Regions from separate parts of the Mus musculus genome. Here region 1 is linked to region 2. The links are chromatin contacts, called in public Hi-C maps. All regions are on one chromosome and are shown on one strand. Each heading gives the region's core, a stretch centred on a gene start, on an enhancer-like site or on the middle of the called end of the contact. The rest is flanking DNA. Distances are from core to core; before and after follow the strand shown. Region 1 has its middle 68 kb from the start of Gm30904. Region 2 has its middle 600 kb from the start of 5031426D15Rik.

The links. A called contact is a pair of places that touch in the nucleus more often than the background predicts.
Region 1: a Hi-C map of cortical neurons shows a contact between it and region 2, with 3 times the contacts expected there. The contact joins two enhancer-like sites. A contact is called at or near these places in 2 of 484 Hi-C or Micro-C datasets (cerebral cortex and cortical neurons).

Annotation. Positions count from the first base shown.
Region 1 is chr2:8,274,915-8,279,427 of GRCm38.p6, forward strand. No RefSeq gene overlaps it. Among named protein-coding and RNA genes, the nearest start is that of Gm30904, 68 kb to the right of the region's middle. Within about 2 kb of position 1,552, at least 10 of the 459 cell types and tissues checked have an H3K27ac peak or open chromatin away from gene starts, as enhancers often do. A contact at or near this core is called in cortical neurons, where this site is marked.
Region 2 is chr2:7,527,958-7,532,230 of GRCm38.p6, forward strand. No RefSeq gene overlaps it. Among named protein-coding and RNA genes, the nearest start is that of 5031426D15Rik, 600 kb to the left of the region's middle. Within about 2 kb of position 1,929, at least 30 of the 459 cell types and tissues checked have an H3K27ac peak or open chromatin away from gene starts, as enhancers often do. A contact at or near this core is called in cortical neurons, where this site is marked.

The sequences.
Region 1 (4,513 bases), core at 302-2,801, 750 kb after region 2:
TATGTACTCACTGATAAGTGGATATTAGCCCCAAACCTAGGATACCCAAGATATAAGATACAATTTCCTAAACACATGAAACTCAAGAAAAATGAAGACTGAAGTGTGGACACTATGCCCCTCCTTAGAATTGGGAACAAAACACCCATGGAAGGAGTTACAAAGACAAAGTTTGGAGCTGAGATGAAAGGATGGACCATGTAGAGACTGCCATATCCAGGGATCCATCCCATAATCAGCATCCAAATGCTGATACCATTGCATATACTAGCAAGATATTATCGAAAGGACCCAGATGTAGCTGTCTCTTGTGAGACTATGCCGGGGCCTAGCAAACACAGAAGTGGATGCTCACAGTCAGCTAATGGATGGATCACAGGGTTTCCAATGGAGGAGCTAGAGAAAGTAGCCAAGGATCTAAAGGGATCTGCAACCCTATAGGTGGAACAACATTATGAACTAACCAGTACCCCGGAGCTCTTGACTCTAGCTGCATATGTATCAAAAGATGGCCTAGTCGGCCATCACTGGAAAGAGAGGCCCATTGGACACGCAAACTTTATATGCCCCAGTACAGGGGAATGCCAGGGCCAAAAAGGGGGAGTGGGTGGGTAGGGGAGTGGGGGTGGGTGGGTATGGGGGACTTTTGGTATAGCATTGGAAATGTAAATGAGCTAAATACCTAATTAAAAATGGAAAAAAAATCTAGCACTTTCTCTGAAGCAATGCAGCTAGTAATACTAGTAATAGTCAAATTAAGATAAAGGCTCAGGCTGAATAGACTATCTAAAATATGTTAGCTCTCTAGTTTTCATGGAGTTCAGGAAGTAAAACACATTCAAATGTTTCATCCTTCTCAGGATGAGGATTTTTAAAAAAGGGATTATATACTCACACATCCTTCAGTGAATACATTGTGGTTAGCTTAATAATGTTGAAAATTTTACTGACATGGCAGGAAATTCATTGACTGTCTACTAGACTATTGCTGGCCACTCCAGTGCACTTTACCCCACAGTACTGAGGGGACACTAGCAGAATCACTTTGCTGATGGTAAAATCAAAGTTAGAACAGTTATGTAATTTTTAAGACCACATTGTACCTAGTTTTGGAGCTGGAATTTGAAGCCAAGTCTGACTATATAATTTAAATCTGCAAAAAAAAAAAAAAAAAAAAAAAGCACAGATGTCATGTACATCTCTGAATGTTATAGAGATCTTTTTATGTTTCTTGCCTAGGATCCAGCCATCCCACACTCTGATTATTATGATCTCAGGATGATGGTCTTTATTTTAAATAAACAGCTCCTTTTAGATTTAGGACAGTTAGCATCAAAGAGGCAGATGGTTCTTCTGCCATTAGTGTCCATCTAAAGAGGAAAAGAACATAATATACCCTGTATTAGCCACACCATGACTCACCATCGCAGACATCCATTTGCAACTTTCTTCCTCCCCTCCACATATATTAATACATTCTGGTTACCTGCTTATGTGCAGCATCAGTAAAGAAAATGACATATTTTTAAAAGAGTTGGGGAATTATGAAGAGATGCATCACCTCTTAGTCTTGCCTGACTCATTACACAAAACTTCTTTTCAATGACTCACTCACAAGGACAGTAAAAAAGACTTTGTTCCTCACATAACACTTTCTTGAATAAGTACCAGCTCCACTGTCTGTTGGTTGAAGACAAAGAGAGGTATTAGCATGCTTCAAGTGGTCACACCAGTCTTGGCCCAGTTACAACAACCTCATGGTCATTTCTAAAGCCTGAAGATCTAAGCTCACAGCTGACATTTAAGACAACTTCTGTATCCATTGTTCAGTAATAGAAGATTGTCAGAGAAGATACTTAGTGCAGGCTCCTTCCTGGCCCAACATTTCCCATATTCTGCACACACCATATTCACCTGACATGTGACAGTATGGGACTGATTACAATAGGACATGGTTAGTGATTGTGACCCAGATGTCTGACCCCAGTTTTGTTGCCATACACCAAAAGAAAAGTCCTTTTGATATGAATCTGAAATCTCTAAAAGAAAAGGCAACCTCTAAAGTGTGAGGAAGGCAGTGCAGTAAAGTAGTTCACATTGTGCAAGCATAAGGACCTGAGTTACATCTCAAGGTCCACAGAAAAGTGGGCCATGGCAGTGAGATGGTAAAAACCCAGTGCTAGGACCCAGTCTAGCCAGAATCAGTGAGAGACCCTGTCTTAAAAAATAAGATGGAGTGCTATTGAGGAAGATATCTTGTGTCAAACTCTTATTTCCACACTCACATAAATATATCTATATGCACCCACCGCACTTCCATACATGTGGCTACACATGTGAACACTTATATGGTGCAAAGACACACACACACACACACACACACACACACACACACACACACACACACACAAACACACACACACACAGAGGGAGAGAGAGAGAGAGAGAGAGAGAGAGAGAGAGAGAGAGAGAGAGAGAGAGAGAGGACAAAGTCCAAGTTAGTGTTGGTACTATGACCTTCCTGCTCTCTTCCCAAGTCTGAGAATCTCAGGATCTGATTGTGAAGAAAGATGCCTCAGTAAGAGACCTGCTGTACAGAAATGCCTGCTAATGGGAGGAAAGTCGCTTGGTCTTGCGAAGATTATATGTCCCAGTACAGGGGAATGCCAGGACCTTGAAGCAGGAGTAGGTGGGTTGGGAAGCAGGGTAGGAAGAGGGTATAGGGGACTTTCAGAGAGGAAACTAGGAAAGGGGATAGCGTTTGAAATGTAAATGAAGAAAATATCTAATTTAAAAGAAAGAAAGAAAGAAAAGAAATGCCTGGTAAATCTTACAATTCCCCTTGTGGAAGAAACTTCCTTTTTTTTTCTCTTTCACTGTGAGAGGAGCTTCTTGTTCCATGCAAAGGATGAGCTCGATCATATCAGTCTTGCTAAAGCACTAATGTCTTTTCTTCATGCTCTTTTACTGATTTTAAAACATAAAGTTTGGGTCACTGAGAGTGTTTTTCTAAAGGTCTTTTATTTGTAGCTTTAGCTTCTGTCCATGAGTTGGACATGTTTCCTCTTGCAAGTGCTACCTGTCTTTGCCTTATAGAAGCCTAAAAGCAATGGGAAATCTTTGCCATTACTGTAATGTAATGTGCCAGAATAAAACTTTTTTTGCAAGAATATAAAGTATTTTCATAGTTATTGGAGCTAAGCCATATAGATACTTCTTAAAAGACACTTATAACAGATCCTCTAAAGCAGGCAATTTTATGCCAAGGTTATATTTCTAAGTCTGTATCCTTAAGGGAAGGATATTTGTAAAATAATATTGTGAGGTATTTTACAGTGGTGAATGCCACTACATTTTTATTATGGAAGTAGATATACTGATCTTGGAATATGATTACAGAGAACTCTATCCACACAATTGTACTGTGGCAGGTACATGTAATCCTGGCAAAATTTGAAAGATGTTTGTAGATTTTATCATTTATCTTAGGAGTATTCATTCAGATCTGATAACATCATAGTTATGTAAGATGTCCAAATCTTAGTTTTGTTTTATGTTGGTGTGATAAAAATAGCCTGATAAAATCAACTTAACAGAAAAGGGAATTTTTTGATTCATGGTTCCATGTTTTATTGCACAGAAATCCAGGGCAAAGGAATTTAAAGTGTTTAGTCATATATGATATCCACAGGGGAGAAAAAACACAACGAATTAATGTATGCATGCCAGCACTCAGCTTGCTTTCTCCAATCTTATACTATACAAAATCCCTTGCAGACAGATTGGAGTGACCCATAGTGGGAGTCTCCCCACTTCAGTTAACATAAGCAAGACAATAAGGAACAAAAGTACTCTCAGGTATCTATATAGGCAGTTTCTCTCTGAGACTCTCTAATCATCATAATTACCATATGAAAAAATGATTTAAGAATATTCAGGGACTCTACAACATTTCTTATTTCTTTGAAAGCACTGATTTTGTCAAATATGCACAAAAGATGCATTCCAACTTTAGGTGTAGGAAAAAAGGCTATTCTACATTAGTCTGAGGCATCAAGTCTATACATAAATTCAAGTTTTAAGGTTTTCCATATTCTGTTGCCTAGCCAATCTCCCCTTTCATATAAGGTTTTATGTTGAAGTTCTTCTCCATCAGTAATTGCTTTCATATAGTATCTACCAAGTTTACCATTTTGACTCATGCATTTTAGTTGCCCAGATATTTCGATCATTCAAGCAGGAAGAACCATTGACTATCTGAATGCTTATTGAATTTGAATTACATAACATAGGTATTTTTGTTATTTCTATTGTCACCATGACCAAATAAATAATGGGAAGAATTAAAGGAGAAAATGATTTGGGCTCATGGCTCAAGGAGTATTGTTATGGCAGAGAAAGCATGGTGGCCTAAGAGGGTTGCCTCGGTGGTCTGCAGGATCTTGCATTGATGGTTTTAAAGGAAATTAACCAGGAGGCAGAAAGCCCAGAGTAGACCTTGAGCTACACTAGA
Region 2 (4,273 bases), core at 679-3,178:
GGTTTCAGCTCTGAGCTCTTTGTGACAACAGAAGACATTTGACAATGCCAATTCTGTAAGCTAATATTTATCAAACAGTTTTTGAGTGCTGGACTCGCCTGTTGAGATTTTACTTGCATCTAATGATTTTATCTGCTGTTTATGTTGTTGCTGCTTATGTTTACTTTGTTTTTGTTGTGGTTTGAATGATGAATGTTGGCCTTAGTTTCATGTATTTAAATACTTGGTATCCAGTTGCTCTTTCTGCTGCTAGTGCTGCTACTTAAGGAGGGTATGGTACTTTCAGCACTTATGGAGTGCTGAGGGAGCCTTAATGGAGGAAGTGAATCATTCAGAGTGAGCTTTGTATGTATATAGCTAAAGACAGTTTTAGTTTATTCTTTTTTATTTAAATTATTTTATTTATTTATATTCCAGTAGCTGCTCCCCTCCCTCCACCTGCCACAGTTCCTCATCTTATTCCTCCTCCCCCTTGCCTCAGAGAAGCAAGTTGCTCCCCCACTACCAGGCCTCCTCCTTCCCTGGGGCCTCAAGGCTCTCAAGGATTAAGTGACCTTCTCCCACTGAGGCCAGATCAGGTAGACCTCTGCTGTATATGTGACAGGGGCCTCAGATCAGCCCATGTATGCTGTCTGGTTTGTGACTCAGTCTCTGGGAACTCCCAGGGATCTGGGTTAGTTGAGATAGCTGATCTTCTGATTCCTTGGATATGTGTGTGTGTGTGTGTGTGTGTATGACCTTAGCTAAAATGCCCAACAATGGGGAAAGAGACCACCTCCAGTAGATAGACAGAATCTCAAATAGAGGGAAAGGGTTACTAACCCACAGTCAAAATTCCTGAACCAGAATTGCTCCTGCCTATTTGATTCTTTTTTTTTTTTTAAGACAATAGATTTATTCTGGGCATAATCTTAACATAAAGTATAGCTTCTCAAAATTCATATGCCATGGGATAAAATTTTAAGGATTTCCATTCTATGCAAACACCTAGCTTTAATCACTGAAAAGGTAAAATGAAAACTGTTTTAGTCCAGTCTATTCTGCAAAAACAATGATAAGCATTTTAAAAGTGGTCTACAAAAATACAAAAACATCCATGAATACCTGATTTTTGTAGGGTCTGCTTTTGAAAATTAGTTTTGCATTAGTGTTTAATATAGTATTTGATAAAGAAAAATGTATAATATTTGTTGTGGCTCTATTTTGAGACAGAATTTCACTATGTTTCTTTGACTGGGTTGGAACTCTAGAATTTGTGTTTTCCCTAAGCTTTTTGAAACATGGGACTATGGGGACCCAACAGAGATACAATTCTACCCATGTCATTGCTGTACCAAAGAATCCTTAGAGAAATGAAAAAACAAAAAAAATCAAAAAAAAAAAAAAAAAAACCCTCAAGGTGGATTTGCTAGAATCCTAAGAAGGGTGTCTCTCAGTGAAGCTAATTAGGAGGCAGTGGCTTTCTGTTATTCTAAGTGCAAAAGTTTGTAAGAATAGAGCTTGAGCCAAATAGGAAGCTTCGAGTTCATTGCGCAAGAGTGGTCATAAGGATCAGAGAGTTAAGACTATAGGGACAATTACTTAACTAACAGCATACTCAGCTAACATGGAGCCTTGGGTAGGATAGGTGTCTTCCTCAAATGCTGTTCCATTCCCAGCTAGGCATCTGCTTTGGTGGGAGAGCCAGTGGAGGAGAGTTCCCACCTGATGTACAAATGGGGGCAGAGTGGGCAAGGAGGAGGACATGACTTCGATCCTCTGGGCACTGTGAGCTCCTACTGCTCCCGAGAGGGGACTTCCAGCTTTCTTACTTTCCCAATAGTGACTCGCTATTCATGGACAAAAGCATGAGTCAGCATGTCTGTGTCTTGCCAGACGATTTCTGTGTTTATACATCCATATGCTGTAGTGCCTCTCTGTAACTCAGCTCATCTCTCAGCCCTCAGCCACAAGGATCCTGAACAGAGCCCTCCTCCTCTCTCTGCTCCTGAGTACAGATCCATCTTCCTCTGAGAGAGCCACGCAGCTCCAAATACAATTGATTCTAAGAGAAAATTGCCCACCTTTTAGAGTAAATAAAGTTGAGAACGGGGCTGAGCAACTTCATTTCCACTTCCTAGCAGAGCGACTGAAGGCTGAGCTTCCTTCGACTTCAATTGCTCTCCTGAGAAAGTTTTTATTTAGCTTAACAGAAGAAAGCACAGTTTCTAGACCATAGAGGAGGAAAAAAAAAAAAAAAAAAAAAAAAAAGAACATTTCAACTTTGAATTAAAATCTCTCTCTCTCTCTCTCTCTCTCTCTCTCTCTCTCTCTGTCTGTCTTCCTGTTTCTGTCTCTGCCATACTCTTTCCCTGCCTTTCCTTGTATTATTACCAATAGTCAATTATAGCATTATGAACTGTCAACATAATAGATAGAAGTGTGCCATATAAATGACAAGAGAAAAGAATAGGGACAGAACGAAAGGCTCTGAAATATCTCTCTGAAGGCACGTTTGTAAATGACAGAGGAAGCGTTCACAGAGAAGATGGCAGACAAAACCCCAGGACCCTGTGAGGTAAAGACTGCACCTTATTTTCTGTAGAAACTGATGTTTGTGCGCCAGTGAGCAAAGAGGCTAACAAAAAGACACATTGAGTAATGGCCCTCAGATGTCTGTCCTTTGTGTGGCACATGTTGGATGTTACATAAAGCGCTCCTCCCTTTGCCCTCCTACAGGCTTGATATTTCTTTCTTTCTTTTCTTTTCCCTTTTCAAGGATTAAAGGAGACCATCCTACGTGGAGCTGTCAGGCATCAGTCAATGTGGGTTGAAATTAACCACAGAGAGTGACGCCCAACTGGGTTTAATCTGAAGGGAAAACGAAGACACTGTACTCACAAGAAGTTTAAATAATAGCATCTACATTATTTATATCCCCAGGCTTTAATCCAAATAACCAATGGAACAAGAAAAATAAAAAGAATAAAAGGTTGTACACAGTGTTTTGTGCAGTATAGGTGTCTCAAACTAATGAGCCTTCTGGATCCTCGTGCGCTTCTGAATATCACCAGGGGTGATTATAGCTTGCAAAAAAATAGACCAAAAAAAGGCATGCCTTCCTATGTCTTGGGCTGTAATTAAAGCCACAAGCCATCAGAAAGCAAAGAGGCCAGCTGCAGCCTTAAAACCTTTAGCACCCTGGCATTAAAAATAGATTACAGCACAAAATATGTACCCAAAATAATACCAATAAAAAATTTGCACATTTGATTACTATAATTGATTTTTTTCCTTCTAGATATGAATAAATGACCCAGGCTAAATGCCAGTTCCTTGCAAAGAATTTCATTTAAGCTTCACTGAATTGAAAAGGCTCAACCAGACTCAACATTTCCAACTTCCTAGCAAGTAGCAGAAAATCTACCTGACAGTTGCTATGGAAACACGAACAGGAAGAGTGAACCACCAGCCTATAAATCCACAGAGAAACCTTTCTTAATTGGAAGGCCTTTAACCCACACATTTTTCTCATAGCTGCAGAGCTTATTTCTAAAGAGATTATTAAATTCCTCAATTGACTTATGAAGGATGCTTCCCACTATATTACTGTGCTTTGGGTTGCTCATTCTTTATATCTGTTTCCAAAATTACAAAGCAGACCAGGGATAATAAAAGTTAACACAGATGTTTCAACGAAAAATCCATACGATGTTCCGAAAATAACTTCAGAGGCAACTCTGAACACAAAGGAGTCCTGCATGGGTACCAAGATGGGTTGCTGCATTTTGTTTCCAAACCATATGTAAGACACTGAAGGTTTTCAATCCTGCCTGCATCTGCCATGTTACCATAAAAGAAAAATCCTGGTCACACATCGTGATGTTGAAGAAAGCTGCCTGAATTGCAGAAACGAATAAATGAGGTTATGGGATGGGCTACTTTTATACTCACTCCTGACATTTTAGAAAGTTGCTCCTTAGCAGGAATTAGCAAATGCTACTAGCATGTGACTGACCCAAAGAAGAAGCACACAAGTACCACCTAATGTCTCCATGAATTTTAATTGTACTGGCATAGTTTAGTTAATCCATTATGTGATGGAGTTTTTAATATGATATATAGGAGAGGGCAGAGTTATAAGAGAAAACATAGACTATACATACCTGATCAAATCCACACAGGTCCTCCCTGATTTTGTAAGCAGTGTCCCTCCTCCCAGTTCTATTGCTTTCAAGTTGTATCCCGGAGGGGTCCTTAGGTATCTTTATTAATGGCTTTCTTTTCCTGTTGG